Regions from separate parts of the Mus musculus genome. Here region 1 is linked to region 2. The links are chromatin contacts, called in public HiChIP or PLAC-seq maps. All regions are on one chromosome and are shown on one strand. Each heading gives the region's core, a stretch centred on a gene start, on an enhancer-like site or on the middle of the called end of the contact. The rest is flanking DNA. Distances are from core to core; before and after follow the strand shown. Region 1 has its middle 20 kb from the start of Zscan10. Region 2 holds the start of Zfp213 (zinc finger protein 213).

The links. HiChIP or PLAC-seq counts read pairs in DNA pulled down with a chosen protein or histone mark.
Region 1: a contact with region 2 is called in an H3K27ac HiChIP or PLAC-seq map of regulatory T cells, with 4 times the contacts expected there. The contact joins the enhancer-like site here to the promoter of Zfp213 in region 2. A contact is called at or near these places in 18 of 39 promoter capture datasets (the 3T3-L1 cell line, the C10 cell line, the HPC-7 cell line and 10 more), 10 of 15 datasets of contacts at CTCF or cohesin (CD8 T cells, the G1E-ER4 cell line, the NIH/3T3 cell line and 5 more), 152 of 484 Hi-C or Micro-C datasets (the 3T3-L1 cell line, 3T3-L1-derived adipocytes, the AML12 cell line and 79 more), 38 of 115 datasets of contacts at active chromatin or transcription factors (the 230-238 cell line, CD8 T cells, DN3 thymocytes and 21 more) and 5 of 9 other capture datasets (adipose tissue, embryonic stem cells, liver and 2 more).

Annotation. Positions count from the first base shown.
Region 1 is chr17:23,619,214-23,622,103 of GRCm38.p6, forward strand. It overlaps the pseudogene Gm7912. Among named protein-coding and RNA genes, the nearest start is that of Zscan10, 20 kb to the left of the region's middle. Within about 2 kb of position 1,323, at least 22 of the 459 cell types and tissues checked have an H3K27ac peak or open chromatin away from gene starts, as enhancers often do. A contact at or near this core is called in CD4 single positive thymocytes, CD8 T cells, CD8 central memory T cells and 8 more, where this site is marked.
Region 2 is chr17:23,562,864-23,565,845 of GRCm38.p6, forward strand. It overlaps Zfp213 (zinc finger protein 213), which reads right to left and starts at 1,363. Exons shown (of 6, transcript NM_001033496.3): 1 at 1,106-1,363. It overlaps 6330415G19Rik (RIKEN cDNA 6330415G19 gene), which reads left to right. Exons shown (of 2, transcript NR_126484.1): 2 at 907-2,431.

The DNA of each region.
Region 1 (2,890 bases), core at 73-2,572, 56 kb after region 2:
TGTCAGGGTAGGGCCATCCTTGCGGGGCTGCTCTCTTCAAGTCTCAAATCTGTTTAATCGGGTGGTGCTTCTCATCAGCCAACTTCCCATCATCTGTCCTTGCTTTCTGGAAGCTGCTCAGAAACTCATTGAGTTTGGGCTGATTTTTTTTTTTTTTTTTTTTGATAGCCACTATTTATTTACATTTCAATTTTTTTTTTCTTTCAAGACAGTGTTTCTTTGTGTAGCCCTGGCTGTTCTGGAACTCACTCTGTATCCTCCTTCCCTGTTTCCCCTCAAAAAACTCCCTTTTCTGCCCCCCTCCTCCCTGCTTCTATGAGCGTGCTCCCCCACCCACCCACCCACTCCTGCTTCACTGTCTTAGTATTCCCCTATGCTGGGGCATCAAGCCTTCACAGGACCAAGGGCTTCTCCTCCCATTAATGCCAGATCAGGCCATCCTTTGCTACACATGCAACTGCAACCCTGGGTGTCTCCATGTGTATTCATTGGTTTAGTCCCTGGGAGCTCTGTGGTGTCTCGTTGGTTGATACTGTTGTTCTTCCTATGGTGTTGCAAACCCCTTCAGCTCCTTCAGTTCTTCTTCTAACTTCTCCATTGGGGTCCCCATGCTCAGTCCAATTGTTGCCTGGTCCTTGAGCCTGGTGTGGAAGTATCCTCACAATTGTTGTCTTTCACTTGAAGGTGAGAAGGCAACAGCCAGTAGTTGCTTGATTTCCAAGGTTTGGGATGCTTCAGCAGCTTTTCTCATCATGTCTCAGCTTTTCTTCTCCATTGTTAAAAATAGTCCTTTCAACATGCAAGCAGGAATCTCCCTGCAGGAATTGGGCTGATTTTTTAACAGAATCTCCTCGATAGGCTGCATTTTGTGAGGGCTGGCCACAAACACCTTAAAGACGTGAAAGGCTTTTACTTGGAGGTTTGGGCTTTTGTCTAGAAGCAGGTTCATCATCGGTCTCAGGTTCTCCAGCTTGTTGATATACCTGAGTCATAATGGTGAAATTGTGGCAATTCAGGATCAGCTCAACGAGCAACTTTAAAGATTGTCTCTTTGTCACGGAGTTCTCAGACTGCAGCAGTTTCTCATCATCTTCAAAAATAGTGTCATAATTCTTCTAAGAAGTCTGCTACCATCACTTTGTATCTGGTTAACAAATCCTTGAGAGTAGCAACGGCATCTGAAGCGATATCAGATGTGGACAGCGCCACGCACTTGAAGTCTCTGACTGATTAGAGAAGAGGACGACTTGACAAGTGGCTCATGTTGAAAACACTCTCTCAGCGTAATCCACAACCACACTGTAAGGCAACCTGTGGGCCTTTACAGCCTTTGAGAAGCATAAACAGGATGTGAAGATGAGAACTGACGCACTCCACAGTAGGACACCAGGTACCAATCTGTCTTCTCAGGATGTTGTTGACTATCTGGATCACATCTTTTTTTGGTGTCACCAGCAACCCCCTGCTGTGGAGCTCCTGTGCCAGCTGAGCCACTGCTTCTGGGGGTGGGGGTGGGGTCCTTGTCATTTATTCCACACAGAATTTCCTTCATTGCTTACAGAGATCTTGTCACTTCTGATGAAGCATTATCTGTCTTTTTGTCTTGCTTTTCCAAAACGGCCAGGTTGTCTTTCAGAATTTTGACAATTTCTGCTGGATTTTTGTGTGATTTACTAAACAAAGGCATTTTTTTTTCATGTATAAAAGTCTCTTCTTAGGCCTGGCTTGGTGGCACTTGCCTTTAATCCCAGCACTTGGGAGGCAGAGGCAGGCAGATTTCTGAGTTCGAGGCCAGTCTGGTCTAGAGAGTGAGTTCCAGGACAGCCAGGGATATGCAGAGAAACCCTGTCTCGAAAAAACAAACAAAAACAAAGTCTCTTCTTCCAATATGGAATGCTTAGATGTCCCTCGTCTTCCACAAATCTGTTCCAGGGCTTACAGTTTTCAGTCACTGCTCAGGGCAGTCACGTCTCTCCTTTAGTCTGCTGCCTTTGCATGACAAACACATAAGCCTCCAATCTGGAGTCTGCATCTTCCTTTTCTTTTCTTTTCTTTTCTTTTCTTTTCTTTCTTTCTTTTTTTTTTTTCTTCTTGTTTTTTTAAGAGCATCTTCATTTTCCAAGCAGCCACTACAGGTTTAAACTAAACCTTAGCTCCTGATGTTCTTTCTTCTTCACGGTGGATTTTACCGGAAGAAAGTGCTGCACCACTACACCCATAAATCTGGTTTTAAAAGCCCATGGCTCAGAAACCCATAGGCCAGAGAGAAGAAAACAATACTGTTAACTCACAGTATTGAGAAGCTTCTCAGGACAATGGGCAGCAGTTAATGCTGAGACTCAAGTGGTGCTCCTCCCTAGCCCCAGACTAAGGCTCGGGGAGCACTGAGGAAGAGGGATGGGAAGAAGGGAGGAGCAGAAGAAGGGGAAAGAGAGCTGCGAAAGGCTGGCTTCTGCACACGGCCACTCCACTGTACAGATGAGTTCACTGTAGCTCTGCTCATCCGCAAAAGCGCAAGGTCAAGCCAGTGAGAGCAGAGGCACAAGACTATTGTTGTTAGTGCTTTAGAAGACACGAGAATGCTCTGAGCCGCATGCTGTCCCCTACTTCCCCAAGCTCCATTGTCAGGCCATCTCTCTACCAGGAACATCCAGGTTAGATCCCTTTTCCTGCCCAATTCCCCAGCCCACTAAGTCCTCCTGAGCATGCCCAGTTGCCCAACAGACAATACTAACTGGACTAAAGGCGTTACAAAATAAAAACTAATCAATCAGTCAATTAAAAGGAGAGGACTTGAAGAAGGAAGGGGTGGCATTTGGAGTGAAGGGAGGAAGAGGTTGAGAGGGTAGGTGATGGAGAGTCGGCTCAGTGGTTAAGAGCACTTGCTGCT
Region 2 (2,982 bases), core at 113-2,612:
GCTGGGGGGGCCCATGCCACCACTTGAGCTATTTTTAAGTATGTTTTTAAGTAGACATACTTCAGTTGTAAAATTTCACTGGGCACAGCAGCGCATGCATAGTGGTACATGTCTAATCCAAGAACTGTAGGGACCAAGGCAGGAGTGGCCAGAGTTAGAATCAGTCTGAGCTATAGAGTAACAATGTCTTTTAAAAATTATAATTATCGTGTTTAATTATAAATGTAGTCTTAAGTCCCTCTACTGATGGGCCATACTGTTATTTTTCTCAAATTTGAAAACTCACAAATTTATGGGGCTGGATAGATGGCTCAGTGGTTAAGAGTATGTCTTTGTCTTGTCAAGGCCCCAGACTCAATTTCCAGCATCCACATAGAGGCTCACAACCATCTGTAATTCCAGTTCTGAGGTATCTGACAGCCTCTGTTGGCCCTTCTTGAACACTACATACATGTGGTACACTTACATACATGAAAGCCAACACTTAAGACATATAAAAATCTTTGTTTTTTGTTTTTTTTTTAATAAAAAGCTTACAAATTCCAGAAACACCTTACTCCAATTAAGGGGCAGATGGGTAGGAGGCCTCATGAACACCATTTATTCACAACTATATATGAATGTATGGCAAGTATTTGTATTTTATGTTGTTATTACTTCACATACTCTCATACGTGTGACTTGAATTTTTCTCTTTTATTTCAACAGTCTAATTAGCATGAACATCATAAATTAAAGAACGGGAGGGAAGTGTTAATATAACAATGTTTCTTTTTGATTCACTGACAATCTGATATATGACGGTGACATATTTTTTTACTGAAAATAGTTATCTCCAGAATCTACAAGCACGGGATGTGTGTTTTACATAAATGAGATCTTATGAGCAAACCATTTTTCACCTAGCAACGTTTCTTCGAAAGTGAACCTATACGCTTCCGTGGCACGGGGTACTTCAGTTTCTCAACCAACCCAAGTGATGCATACGGGCGGTTTCCATTTCTTCTCCACTACCACAAGCACTTCGTTTACGCTTCTCTTCTCGAGCCTTCTGCCTTATCCTCCAGTGACCGAGGAGGTGTCCTCAGGGAGGGCCCGGACTCACCAGGGTCGCTCGGCAGGACGTGGGAAATGGGGACGGTCCCCAGCAGCCTGGTGAGGGTGGCCGGGCTCCGCGTGGCAGACCCGGAGAACCCGGAGGCGCCGGCAGCCCGCGCTGCTCCCAGGAACTTGTCCTCTCCCGCAGGCGCCTCGAGCGCCGAATCCGCAGGATCCGGTCTGCGCAACGCGCCGGTCCCGCCCCCAGGACACACCGCCCAGAGCCGCGCGGGAGCTCGGCGCTTCCCCAGCAGCGCCCGGGGCAGGAAGCTCGCGCGGGGGGCGCTGGGAAACCAGCTGGCGCATGCGCGGGGATAAGCATTTGGCGCTTGTACTATCCAGAATGTCGGAGATGGGCAGCCAATGAACAGGGAGGATTCTCACGACTAAGCCGATCTGACACCCTGGAGCTAGAGATTTGGAAGAAGTCTCATTTTCGCTTTCTGGGTCGCACTATACCTAAGTCGGATGCTTGGGAGGTCTCGGGGCTTCCTGGAAAGTGCAGTCTAATTCGAGCGGAGCCTCCATCATGGTCAGTACCTCCTGCCCTCCTATCAGCAGCTACATCTGTACTGAGCTGAGGAACAGGAGTCCTGATGCCTAGGGACACTGAACAGGAGGCCCACCTCTGCCCGGGCATGTGTTAAGCATTACTGTAGTTTGTTAAAGTCACTATTGGTGTTAATGGTAAATTACCTTTATATTGTAAACATACTTTCCTATAAAATAGACAAAACCAGAACGGGGCAATTTGACTCTGTGTGGCAACTGTCGGACTCTCCCTTGTTTCCCTTGCTGCCTTGAGCAAAAGAACTGTTAGTCAAACAGCCAGCCGGACTGACCTCATGCCAGCACCAGCTATCTGAAACACTCAATGGACACCTTTCGAGAACTACACATTGATCAAAGCTGATTGTCCCTGCAGCTTCAGGCAGGGCTGTTTTGAGACAGGCTTCAGTTCTTGCTGCCACAAGCCTCTGGATTCTAGATACCCTGAAACCATGTCCACGTAGACTACAGAGGGTACATTTCCTTCTGTAATTGATTGCTAAAAGGCAAGGTTGTAGTTGTCTAAACCCTGCTTCGCAGGATGCCTCCTGAATGCACATCAGGCTGCGAGATTCTTGTACTGTACTGTCTTTCCTGATGTTGCTGTATCAGACCAGGTGATACAGTGGAGTAGTGAAGGCTGTATTTCACGTCATGCACCCCAGATCTACTTATCTCTCTGGCCTCATATCCTTCCTTGCCTTTGCAACCTCCCCACCCCTGAAATAAAACACACAATCAACAAAGAAAGAAAACATCTCACTGCCGTGGAAGCTGTAGTATATCACAGTGTCCTGTGTTTTTTTTCTTTTAAAAACTTTTTATGATATAAGTATTTCACCTGCATGTGTGCATATGTACAGCATTCATCCCTGGTGCCTCTGGAGGTCAGAAGAGGGCATTAGATCCCCTCGAGTTACAGAGGGTTGTGACATCACCATGTAGGTGATGGAAGACAAACTCTGGTTGTCTTTTGTGTAAGCCTAAAGTACATGTGTGGGGGGTAATAAGTATGCATACATATTCAAGTTGCATATCCTCCTATCCCACGCCGATATCTGGTTACTTATGACTAAAGGAGGCTCTGTAACTAATGCAAACCACTCTTGTCAAGCTGTCACAGGAACTTCACCTCGGTTGGGTGAAACTCCTATCTCTGGCTCTTTTCAGGCTATGAGCGACCTCTCCTCATCCCACCTTTTGGGCTCATGTATGGATGTCTGGTCCCAACTTCTGGTCTTCTACCTAAATGCTCTCCCCTACCAGACCATCTACTCACCCCATTACTTTGCCACCTCCACTCCTATGAAACTTTGCTGACTACCATCTACCACA